3 separate regions of the Pan troglodytes genome follow, and regions 1 and 2 are each linked to region 3. The links are chromatin contacts, called in public Hi-C maps. All regions are on one chromosome and are shown on one strand. Each heading gives the region's core, a stretch centred on a gene start, on an enhancer-like site or on the middle of the called end of the contact. The rest is flanking DNA. Distances are from core to core; before and after follow the strand shown. Region 1 has its middle 160 kb from the start of BCOR. Region 2 has its middle 250 kb from the start of MIR3937. Region 3 overlaps BCOR (BCL6 corepressor).

The links. Hi-C and Micro-C count contacts between places; a contact is called where the count stands out from the background.
Region 1: a contact with region 3 is called in a Hi-C map of stem cell-derived neural progenitor cells, with 5 times the contacts expected there. The contact joins two enhancer-like sites. A contact is called at or near these places in 2 of 7 Hi-C or Micro-C datasets (induced pluripotent stem cells and stem cell-derived neural progenitor cells) and 1 of 1 datasets of contacts at active chromatin or transcription factors (stem cell-derived excitatory neurons).
Region 2: a Hi-C map of stem cell-derived neural progenitor cells shows a contact between it and region 3, with 3 times the contacts expected there. The contact joins two enhancer-like sites. A contact is called at or near these places in 1 of 7 Hi-C or Micro-C datasets (stem cell-derived neural progenitor cells) and 1 of 1 other capture datasets (stem cell-derived neural stem cells).

What each region holds. Positions count from the first base shown.
Region 1 is chrX:40,438,577-40,442,426 of NHGRI_mPanTro3-v2.0_pri, reverse strand. No RefSeq gene overlaps it. Among named protein-coding and RNA genes, the nearest start is that of BCOR, 160 kb to the left of the region's middle. Within about 2 kb of position 2,521, at least 13 of the 24 cell types and tissues checked have an H3K27ac peak or open chromatin away from gene starts, as enhancers often do. A contact at or near this core is called in stem cell-derived neural progenitor cells, where this site is marked.
Region 2 is chrX:40,331,292-40,335,227 of NHGRI_mPanTro3-v2.0_pri, reverse strand. No RefSeq gene overlaps it. Among named protein-coding and RNA genes, the nearest start is that of MIR3937, 250 kb to the right of the region's middle. Within about 2 kb of position 1,602, at least 3 of the 24 cell types and tissues checked have an H3K27ac peak or open chromatin away from gene starts, as enhancers often do. A contact at or near this core is called in stem cell-derived neural progenitor cells and stem cell-derived neural stem cells, where this site is marked.
Region 3 is chrX:40,578,330-40,582,043 of NHGRI_mPanTro3-v2.0_pri, reverse strand. All of the region lies in intron 1 of BCOR (BCL6 corepressor), which reads left to right. Among named protein-coding and RNA genes, the nearest start is that of BCOR, 23 kb to the left of the region's middle. Within about 2 kb of position 1,488, at least 12 of the 24 cell types and tissues checked have an H3K27ac peak or open chromatin away from gene starts, as enhancers often do. A contact at or near this core is called in stem cell-derived neural progenitor cells and stem cell-derived neural stem cells, where this site is marked.

The DNA.
Region 1 (3,850 bases), core at 1,272-3,771, 140 kb after region 3:
CCAAAGCAACAGAGGCCAAAAAAACTTTGGGGAATACCTAAGCTGGGTGGGGGAAATCCCCCCAAAAATCTGCTTCCAGGCTCAGGCCTTAAGTAACTGACAGCTTTCATTTCCTCTCTCTTGGGATGCTTGGTACACAGCCACCATGCTGTAAGGAAGCCCAAGCCACCCTGTGGAGAGGCCCACGTGGAGAACCACAGCCAGCAACAACAATGTGTGTGAGCCATCTTGAAAGTGGAGTTCCAGTTGAGCTGCCCCAGCTGACAGCATGGAGCACAGGTGAGTTGTCCTGCCAAGCCCTGCCCAGATTGCAGATTTTTGAGCAAAATAAATTATTGTTGTTTTAGACCACTAAGCTTTGGGGTGGCTTTACATAGTCATAGATTAGACATAGTGAAGTGCACAGATCTTAAATGCTCAGCCTGATGAATTTTTACATATGTATAAAACCATGTAACCATTAACCAGGTTAGATATCGAATACGTGCATCTTTCCAGAAGGTTCCCTAGTCAAACAGCTTCTTTGAAATGCTATCCAGGCACCTGAACTATTCGTTCACAGTTCTGGACAGCTCAACATTTATTTTTTCTCAGCGATGTTTCCAAACTTAACTGAATTAGAAACACTCTCTTCAGCATCATCGATGAAATAAAAATAGGCTCTGGTGTGTAGGCCAGAAAAGAATGAAGGCTCAAATGGAAGACAACCAGACTTCAGTCTGTAACCTCTGGGAAGTAGGTCGGCAGGAAAATGAGCTGATCTGCTCTTAAATCTCCCATCAGCAAAGTCACCTCGTAAAATTCAAGTGCATAGGGTGCTGTCTTAATACCTGTGATCAGGCCTGTGAGGGCTAATTCGCTATTTACGTCCTCAACCCTGTCCAAAGCAACAGAGGTCAAAAAGGCTTTGGGGAATCTTTAAGCTGGGGGGAGGAGATCCCCCAAAATCTGCTTGGCCAACTGCTTTACTTCAAACTGTGGGTTGATTTCCATTAATCACACTTGGCCCTAATTACCCTGGAGCAGCCTTTCTTCCTCTGGTCTGGAGCAGGAATTTTAAGGGGTTCCTGACAAAGCAGGTCCCTGAAACCAAACAATAGTGGAGGCTCCAGGAAAACACTACGTGAGGAGGTACGTGTCCATCCCCAGTCCTCTCCTGCCTGGAGACTCAAGTTCCAGGCTTGCTTGTGATCTCCCCAGGTAGGAACCTGAGTTCCTCCACTAAATAGATTTTCCTTTTGTTGTCACATTAATTTGCAACTCATTAATAGTGACAGAAGTGAGGTACTGCACCGATGCCATTTGCATATTCATGAGTGACTTATTATTAAACAAATAAGATTTTCCTATCTTCGAGAGCACCCAAAGTAAGGCTGAACAGTACATTACACCGGCCCCGATGCTTTATTCTCTCTTTAATATGTTAATACATGCAGTTGATTTCTTTAAGTAAATACGCATCTATAAAACAACACGTACTTTATGAAAAAGAAATCATTTAAATAATAATCCATTAGCAAAGTTGGCAACAATTTAAGAGGAACAACCCATTAATACCAACGCGTGGGAATCAATTTGCGAATTTTAATTCGGTTGGGTGGTGGGTTACCGACGACCAAGGAGGAGGACCTGCGAGTGTGTGCCCGCTTAGAAAAATATTTTAATGAGTCTCCGGACATCAGGACTCGAATCCTTTGCTTCAGGTGCTGGCTCCCAGTAGGTCGAAAACTGCTAGTCCTCACGTGGATCAGCGTTTTGCCGGTATCCTCTGGAGATTGCAGCTGTGGGCCAAAAGCAGGCCCGACCGCCACGTCGACCCCGCGGCTTTTACGGTGCCCATAGGTTCCCCCATCGGCAACGGGTTAAGTGGGGTGGGGGCGGGGCAGGGCCTGGTCTCCTGGCGAGGCTGCCCCACCGAGCTGGGACTGGTGCCCTGCCCTCCCGCCCCCCTCTCCCGGCACGGGTTTAGTCACAGCCGGTTCCTTCCAGCCGGGGTCAGGGTGGGCTCCCCCCGCGGCGACGAGGAGCGCGGGGCCAACCGCGCACCCTTATCTCGGCCGAGTCAGACACTCGCCGCGCGGAATCTGTTGACATTTACTATTGTTCGCAGGAGTCCGGAGCGCGGGGCGGGGGCGGGGGCGGAGGCGGGCCGAGGAGAGGCTAGGCGAGAGAGGGCGGTGAGTGTGGGGCCTGCGGGCGGCGTGTGTGTGTGTGTGTGTGTGTGCGCGCGCGCGCGCGCGCTCGTGGAGCGGGGGAGGGGCCGTCTTCACGGAAAATAAAAGTGGCCGGCGGGCCCGGAAGCTTCCACGCCAGCTCACCGGCCCACGCCGGGAATTGAGGTGGTGGTGGGGGGTGCTCAGGAAGGAAGATGGGGCAGCCGGCGGTGGGGTCCGCGGGGGTCGGGGTGGGGGCGGCTCCAGCCGCACGGCCCCCAGTGACCCGCAGGACACAAGTGCATTTGTGCCGAGTCGTGGCGGAGATTAAAGTGCCATACGGCCCGAGCAAGGGGGGCGAGGCGGGTGGAAAACAACTCCCCGCGCGCACAAAGCGCGCATTGTTCCAGCCACCTCCATTATGCCGCGCTGCAGCCAAGAGCCCGTTTCGCAACTGCCCTCCCGGCACTCGAGCGCGCGCGCGCGCGCGCGCACACACACACACACAGGAATTCGCCCCGGCCGAGGCCGGGGGTGGGTGCGCTCAGCCGGGACAAGGAGGGGCCGTCTGGGCGCAGTACGCGAGGGGCGGCGGGGTGTGGGCTCGCAGGCGTCTTTTTCAGCTCGGCTGCCTGTCTTTCAGGGCTGGGCTTTTTAATGTCTTCTCTTCCTAATCGCCTCCCCCGGCACTTTTCCGTTTCTCTGGCTCCTGGGGCCTGCCCCGAGCGCACCCTGGAGACTGGAGCTCCCCAGGAGAGGCGGCGACGGCGGGGGTGGGGGGTGGAGAGGGCGCGCTCTCAGTCGCTGTCACCCGAGGATCGCAGCCCGAGGCGCGCAGCGCTTGCCTGCTCTGCTGAGGACACGTGCGCGGGAGGAACGGGGAAAGCATCCCGACTTTCAAGGAGAGGCTCCCGGAGCGCCCCCTCCCCGGGCTCTCTGGCACTCCAGGATTTCCCCCGGTCCGGAGCGGGAGCTGTGGAATCCCGCGCCGCGGCGCCTGGCCTGCCTGCCCTTCCGTGCCAAGTGGGCCAGCTCGGCCACCCCCACCCTAACCACTCCGGTGCCCGGGCCCTGTCCTCCGCCCCCTCCGGCTTTCATGGCACTGGATAGGCGTCCCGAGAGGAATGTAAGCTTGCCAGCCTCTTAGGACCCTGTTCTCCCCTGGCAGCGGAGCGGGAGCGGGAGCGGGGGAGGGGGGGCACAGAACCAAACCCCACCTCCCTCCACCCGTCGCGCCCTCCTGGTGGGCAGGTGGGGAGCGAAGCAGCCGGAGCGCGGCGAGGTAGCGCGGTCTGGTTTCCTTTACGTTTACAAGCTATAAATAAACTTCCCCTTGGGCGGATGCGCGCTGTGTCCAAGGGCGGCTTTCCGCCGATTCCGGCGGGTGGTTTACGATCTGGGCCGGGAGCTGGTCCTAGCGCGGCCTGAGCCTAGGGTGGGGCGCTGGCTCCCGGAGAGCTCAGAGGTCGGCCAGGAGTGGCCGGGTGAACCTCCTCTTCCTCGTGGGGCTAGGGCGCCTCTGCACTGAGGCCTGAGGGTGGGGCTGGATGATTTATGAGCCGTCACCCCACCCCGCCTCTCCCGTTTCACTCGTTTTCCTCGTCTTCTCCAGCTCAAACCCGGTTCCTAAAGTCTATCCCCAACCCTGCCCAGCGACCATTTGGCAATTTCAGGCTGTTGGAGCGCGGCTCCGGCTC
Region 2 (3,936 bases), core at 353-2,852, 250 kb after region 3:
TCACCATTGCCCTCAGGAGTAAGTTTGATCCCCTTAGCTGAGCCCCCCGAGGCCTGCTATGATGGATTCCTGCAACTTTTCCAGGCCTCATCTAGTGCCCCCCACCCTGTTATCCCATATTCCAGCCACATATAGCAGTTGGCAGCCCCCTGGTGGGTGAGACTGTGGCCTTGTGTTTTTTTTCTTTCCTGTTTCCCTTTCATCTCCCTTCCCTCCCCTATTTCCTTATTAACCTGGGCCACCTCCTCTATGCAGCCTTCCCCGATTATCCCTCCACACACTCAACACATCACCTAATCCCTGGTGCTTTGTGGTGGGCTGAGTAGACCTCAATTGCAGCACCTGGGACAGGGGGTATTGCCCTGTATTCTCCTTCAGGATGCTTCTCCTCCCAGGCCAGAAGCTCTTGGAAGGCAGGGCAGGCACATCTTTCCTGATTTTCCTTCTCTAGAACCTACCAGGGTATCTTAGGTAAGAATTCTCCAGGGCAAGGTGCGGTAGCTCATGACTGTGATCCCAGCACTTTGGGAGGCCAAGGCGGGTGGATCACTTGAGGTCAGGAGTTGGAGACCAGCCTGGCCAACATGGTGAAACCCCGCTCTACTAAAAACACAAAAATTAGCTGGGCGTGGTGGCACACACCTGTAATCCCAGTTACTTGGGAGGCTGAGGCAGGAGAATCGCTTGAACCCGGGAGGCGTAGGTTGCAGCAGTGAGCCAAGATCGTGCCACTGCACTCCAGCCTGGGCAACAAGAGTGAAACTCCGACTCAAAAAAAAAAAAAAAAAAAAAAAGAAAGAATTCTCTAGAAGCAGAGCCTGAGGGGGAAGTCCCGTGTGAGTGCTTTATGGAGCAAGTCCTTGCAGGAGAAGCCAGCGAGAGAGCGAGGGCAGCAGCACGGCAGGGAAGAGGTGAAGCAAGGAGGGAAGCTCAGCGGAAGCCTGGCCTCAGCCTGATCCCAGGGCAGGGGTGGGGGCCATGGAGGGCCCAGGGCAGCAGAGAGCGCGGAAGAGTCAGAGAGTGAGAGGGCAAGAGAGGAAAGTAAGGCAGCAAGAGGGCAAGCAGGAGAGAGTAAGCCGAGACAGCAAGAGAGTGGCGGGGTGATGGACAGGGGGCATGAAAGAGGGCACAGAGTGGGGAACAGAGCCCCAGGGAGAAGAAGAGAGTAAGTGAAAGCCAGCAAGCAAGGAGGACGGGAGGAGGAGGACAGAGAATGCAGGGAAATGAGGGGATGGGAAACATATTTCTGGAGTGTGGGGACAAGAGAGGGAAAGCATGAGAAAATAAGGGAAAAGCATGAGAGAGAGAGAGAGACAGAGAGGATGAGTGAGCGCAGTGCGAGCCTGTCCCAGGCTCTCAGGGCAGCTCAGGAGTCATGGCTGGGCTGCGGGCTTTCCCGGGGGCCCACGTGGGTGAGAGATTGAGCAACGCCTCCCTGGCGTGCTCTCTGTGTGGTGCCCCTGGCAAATTTCCCTGAGGCCCTCCTGTTCCAGGGGACTCTCGGGGCCACTGCTTGGGCCAGAGGAGAGCGGAACTGGGTAATCGACTCACCGTGGGCATTTCTGTGCAGGCTCATTCTCTAATTCCACAGCTCCTCAAGGAGGGGGCGGCCCTGTTAGTATTTCCATGTCACCACAGAGGAATCTGAAGCCCGGGGAGACCTGACAGGGCTCAGAGGTGAGTCACTGAGAGAGAATTCATGTCCCTGGATTCCCTTTCCTCTAGGAGAAGAGATGTAACTCCAGATGGAGCATCCAGTGCCCCCGTGATGCCTCTGCCACAGCACATGTCCAAATGCAAACACCCAGGGCCAGGCAGGGGGCTAGAGAAGGGTCCCCTTGTCCTCCAGGCCCTTGAGAGGCCTTGCTAAGCTCCCACTGGAGGCCAAGCCCTACTTTCCACCTGCTTAGACTTGGTCAGAGGAGGGAGGGTGGGCACAGGGCATGGCGGGTGGTGGAAAGGGACCAGCACCAGGCTCTGGGTCACCTCTGTTCCAGTCCCAGCTCTGCCACCAAACAACATGTGACCTCGAACAAGACGCTTAATTTCTCAAAGCCTCCATTTCCTAATCAGTAAAACACTGACAAGGCTTGCCTTGCCCACTACCTTAAAAGCTCGTTGTCAGGGCCCATTAAGATAATACAAGTCAATATCTAGTACCATTTCACAGAGGTCTCCCGGAGGCCCTTTGTAAATTCTGTCTTAGCTTCCTATGGCTGCCTATAACAAATGACCACAATTTGGTGGCTTAAAACAGTAGGAATATATTCTCTTATGGTTCTGGAAGCTAGAAGCCTGAAGTCAGTTTCACTGGGCCATACTTTCTCATGAGAATCCAGTGAAAAATCTGTCCCTTGCCTCTTCTGGCTTCTGGTGGCTGCTGGCCTTCCTTGGCTTGTGGCTGCCTCACTAATCACTACAAACGTCAAGGCCAGCATCTTTGCATCTCACTCTGCTCCACGTTCACGTGGTCTTCTCCTCTTCCATTTGATTGATGCAGGTACCAGGCTCAGGGAAGTTACCCCACGGATCAAGGTCATCGCCAGTGAGAGAGCTGGAATTCGAACTGAGGCCTCGGAAATTTAAACCTCCGTTCTCTGTTCCAGCTCGGCCAGAGCCTGCCTCCTGGGGCCTCTGTGGCCTCTTTTGGGGAGCCCTCTGGAGCCAGCCTGTGGCTGTCCCTGGCTCATGTCCAGCCAATGAATCGAGGACTTGAGGCTCAGGCTGGACTGTGGTGTCTAAATAAAGGGTGTCCTTGAGATTAGAGCAGAGGTCAGGAGAGGACACCGGCTGCAGATGACCAGCCCAATGGGGTGGCCTCAGTGGCCCATCAGAAGGCTGGGGGTGGGCTGGCCTCACTTGCAGCGAGCTCTACCCTCCAGTGCTCTGCCAGCTGGGCAATCTAGGATCTCAGGACTGAGGTCAATGCCGACATAAAAACCAGTTGACTCAAGCAAGACCACCTACATATTTAAACAGATCTTTGAGAACGAAGGGGTTGTGTCATCACTTGGGGATGGAGAGACAGAATGGGTCTCAGACTGGGGACTAGAACTTTCTTTGCTTCAAGAAATTTGTCCTTTTAAGAGGCTGATGCCTGAGAGGGCCCTTTCTACCTTCTCCTTGTCCTGTTGAAAGAAATGGCAAAGTCTGTCCAGTTTAGTTCTGGAGAAAAGGTAAAACAAGGCTGTGTGCGTGCACATGTGCGTGTGCAGAAGTGTTGAGGGCAAAGAGACAGAGCCATTTAATTTTTTTTTAAAAAGCCAGATGAACCGGCAGAACTCGACACTGCTTACTCTATTCCACATTTTATCCACAGAATAAGAGCCAGAACAAGAGATCCAGGAACATGGGAAATACGGCTGTGGCTGAAGTCTTATCTGGGTTAAAAACCCCAGGAGTGCTCCTCTTTAATTTTTTGGCAGAGCAGGATCAAGGAATCGATTCACTCTGGTTATGCTTCCTACCATTGTTTCTGTGGGCCGTGTTTGATCTGTGTTTCACGTGCAGATCTGCTATCCACGCTCTGAAAGAAATAATATATTCTGCATTGCACCAGGTCAGCCTCAACCATGAAAAACCTTTTTTGGATGATTTCAAAGCCACACATAAGCTCGCGCGTGAACACACACACACACACACAGACACACCAGCGTGCGCATGTTCACACACACACTGTTTGTGTAAAGGATTAAAAAAGAATGAAAGGCCCAGTTGCAGAACATGACCAGGGTTCCAGACGTGGAGTGGCCAAGGCTGTGGCCCTCACCCGCTGACCTGGGCCAGCCATGTCCCCTCTGAGTCATGTGTGTGCCCCACCCCTGCGGGCAGGGGGCATCCGGACCCTTTGATGGTGTGCCTGGTGAGGTTATTATTAGTAACAATGGTTTCCAGTGAAAGAGTAATTTTCACAGTGGAGAAGGCTTCCCCTTCCTT
Region 3 (3,714 bases), core at 239-2,738:
GTGCTGGGCGACCGCCTCCTGCTCCGCGCGCCCCCCCTCCCCACCCCAGCCGCGAGTCAGCCTCACGCGGGCCCGCGGCGCGCTGCGATGATGGATCGCGCCTGGCGGGGGTGATTTGGTGTTGATCGCACATTATCACTGGCAGGTTGGACTGGTTGCTGATGGACGACTTCTAGCGGCGGCGGCAGCAGCGTCTTCAGACACCGCGCTGGGACTCGCTCGCTCGGCGAGGGTCTTTCCCCCCCCACACCCCCTCCCTACTTCCAGGCGCCAGGAGGGCCTGGGAGTCCGAGTGGGGTCTCCTCGCGTCCAAGGCCGCCCGCTCCTGTCTGGGTCCGGGTGTGGGCTGTTGGCTGGGTGAGGAGAGGAGCCAGGACGCCTCTCCCACTTCCTCCCACTCCTCCTTCCCTTGCCGCCTGCTCCCCACCCCCTTCCTGCTTCCCCACCGAAACCCGGAGGCCCTGGGTCACTCCGCGGGTGATATCCACGCCGCCTGACCCTGGCCGCGGGGGTGCGGACTCCTCTGCTCCGCAGCCCCCGACCCTCTCCCCCGGTCGCAGCAGCCGCGGCACTGCGGTGCGCCCCTTCTCGCCTCTTTTTCTAAAGTGCCTGCAGATACAAAAGCGGTTTCGTAATGCCTTCCGTCTGCGAGAGCCGGAGGACCTTGGCTGACCTTTCGGAAACTGATTGCAACTGCCTGTTAACAGCCCGTACTGACCGCACTGAGCGGAGCGGAGGACAATCATTTAAGTGACAGACGGCGAGGTGGCCCCGGCTCAGTCGAGCGGCCTGGTTAAGCCCGCCCCGCCCCTCCCCCGACCCCCTCCCCTCCCGCAGCTACTCCCCCAGCCCCGGGCGCACTGCGGGCCGCGGCGGGCGCTCGGGCAGGCGGAGAGGACGCGCGCGCGCGTGCGTGTGTGTGTGTGCGCGCGTGTCCACGATTACCGGCCGACGGGTTAACCCTTTGCCGAGCAGCCGGTCCCTTTGAGGCCGGGCGCTGCCGGATTAATCTGCCATCTGCAAAAGAGGAATAACAGGGCCGTCTCCGCCGACTTTCCCTAATGGGTAAACTGTACCCTCTTAGCGTGACCCACGCTGCGTCCCTGCTGCTGCCAGGGAAAGATCCGGACCCTTGGCTCTTCTGCCGCGGCCCTGGGTCCCCTCCCTGCACTCCCCTTCCTCTGCACAGACACAGACACAAGGAACAGCACGAGGGGTCCAAAGGCTCCCAGGGGCTCGCGGTGCAGTGGACGTGGGTGTTCCCGGTGTTTTCTATTTTGGAAACTGGAGAAAGGTGGGGTAGGGGGGACGTAGCGAAAAGCCGAGGTGGGGGAGGGGAGGCTGGTGACAGGGCACCTCGGGCTTCGCTCGCTCCCTCTCTCGGGAGAGATCGCCAGCTGCTCTCCAACAGGCAGCGCCCTGAAATCTATTTAAAGAGAGGGAAAGGGGAGGAGAACAAAGGGGGAGGAGGGGGACGGCGAGCGGAGCCTGGGCGAGAGCGAGCGAGCAGGGAGGATCCGCCGCTCCGCGGGCACATCAAGCGCTCACATCTGTACACTCCGCGATCGATGGGGAGAATGGATAATATTTGTCAGCTGCAGACCTTTCTCTTCCCGGTTCCTGGGGAGGGGAGGGGGCGAGGAGGGGGAGGGGCGGGCAGGCCAGGCGAGAGAGGCCGCCTCAAGGACAGCGCGCTTCCCGCTGCAGCCACACGGAAACCCAGAGCCATGAAAGCCGGGGGATTTTTCTCTTATTATCATTATTAATTATTTTTTATTATTCCAGAGCAGCCCGCGAACGCTCGGTGGCGCCCCTCCCCCGCCGCCTCCCTTTGTTGATTCTCAGCTGCTAGAGCGGCGGGCCCGAGCCGCCACCGCCGCAGAGCACGATCTGCTCTTGCGCCCTCGGTCGCAGCTGCGGCCCAGGAAGCCGGGGCTGCGTCGCCGCCCCCTGCCCCCCACGGCGCGGCAGCCCTCGCACCCCCTCCTCGCCTCCCGCCACGAGGCCAGCCCTGCCTCTCCACTGCCTCTCGCTGCGGCTCCGAGTCCCCAACGCAGAGCAGAGGCACTGGCTGCTGCGGCCCCGAGCTTCCGGCCGCGCGGGGGCCTTTGCCACCCCCTAACCCCCGCAGCTGCACTCTGATGCCGCCGGCCTCACACATGGTCTTCATTTTGCACACTAGCGGCGTGCTTCCTCTCAGCTCCTCTCCTCGGGGCTTTTCGGAGCGAGGAGGGAGGTTTAGAGGAAGTTAGAAACCCAGCGAGCCCAGGGGAAAGGGGGAAAACCCTCGCTCTTAGTCTCAGCTTCCGAGGCAGAGGGAGCGCCCCGCGGGGGGTGGGGCAGAGTCTGGGTGCCCTCCCCTTCCTTGGATGCAGGAAAGGTTAAGTGAGGGGTGGCGGTCGGAGGAGCGACAGATTTGCTTTTGCTCATCCACATGCCTGCTCAGACCGGCCTGGGTATCACTGACCCGGCACCCTCGGAACGGCAGAACCCGGATGGGAGCAGATCCGCCAAGCGGTCATCAAACAAGACCAAAGACATTTCAGCTGTCCCCTACCCTCGGGCGAGGGTGGGGGTGCCCCCTGGGTCTTTGCTTCCTCGCGCACCCCCAGGTTGGAAGGCCAAAGCCGACGCCTCACAGACCGGGGGTCCGGGCCCCCTCTCTAGGGCGGAGGTGTGCAGAAAGCTCTAGTGCGAGTTTACTTGCGGCCTGGCTACCCCCTCCCCCCCCGCTGTCCTGCGATTCCGGGCCAGCCTGCGGCGGCGTCCCCGACTGCTCCGCGGTCCTGGGCAGGGCAGGAAGCTGGCACGGCCGACGGCTGGGCAGGCGCCACTTGGCCGGGCAGGCTGCTCGCTGGAACTCGCGCGGCACCTTCGCGCCGAGTCGGGTTCCTGGGTCTCCAGCCCGGTCACCCTGAGCGGTTTCACCCCCCACTTTGACCATCGGCCTCCCTCGGAAGTCTCCCTGTCTCCTCCCGCCCTCTCGGCTTTTCCCTTCCTCATTCTGTCTCGGGAGCTCCTTAATGCAGTCAACCGCCCTTCCCGAGATTCAAAAAGAAGTTTTGTGTTTCCCCGGGGGCAGCCGCCTAATGCTTCCCTTGTTTTCCGGAACAAAGCAGACATTCAGTGAGGAGGGGGCAGGCGCTGACTCCCTCCCCTCCCCGCAGCACCCCGCACTCCTGCAGATTCAGAACGCTGGCTCCGGGGCCCGGGTGGCCTGGGGGTGGGGTGGGGACCCCCTTCCCCTAGGCTTGGCTACAAAAGCCTCGCCCGGTAGCCGGAGAGAAAGCGGCGTGGTGTTTGGGTGAGGTTCCCAGCCCGGGCGGGGAGGGCGTGCACGCGGCTGTTTACAGTGTGCCTGTGCTGCTGGAAGCTCACCCGCCGCCGCTTGACAGCGTGGGGCACCCGCTGGCTGCCAGCTCAGAGGAGATGCGCAGCGGCGAGCCCTCCGGCACTCCACCCGAGGCCTCCGCAGCGCCAGGGCCAGGGCGCGCTGGGAAGCTCCAGGTCTCCAACCCCGAGTTCCTTCGGCCCACATACCCCTCCCCGTAACAATGGCCTAGATCCGGTAGTATATCAAAGGGACGGGGTGGGGAGGGGTGAAGAGCGCACAAGGGGCGCTCAGGGCTGTCGAAGCGCCTGGGTTCTGAGCATACCCCCGCCGCCGCCTGTCCCCTTGCAGGACTAAATTCCCCGGCCCGAGTGAGCGAAAGA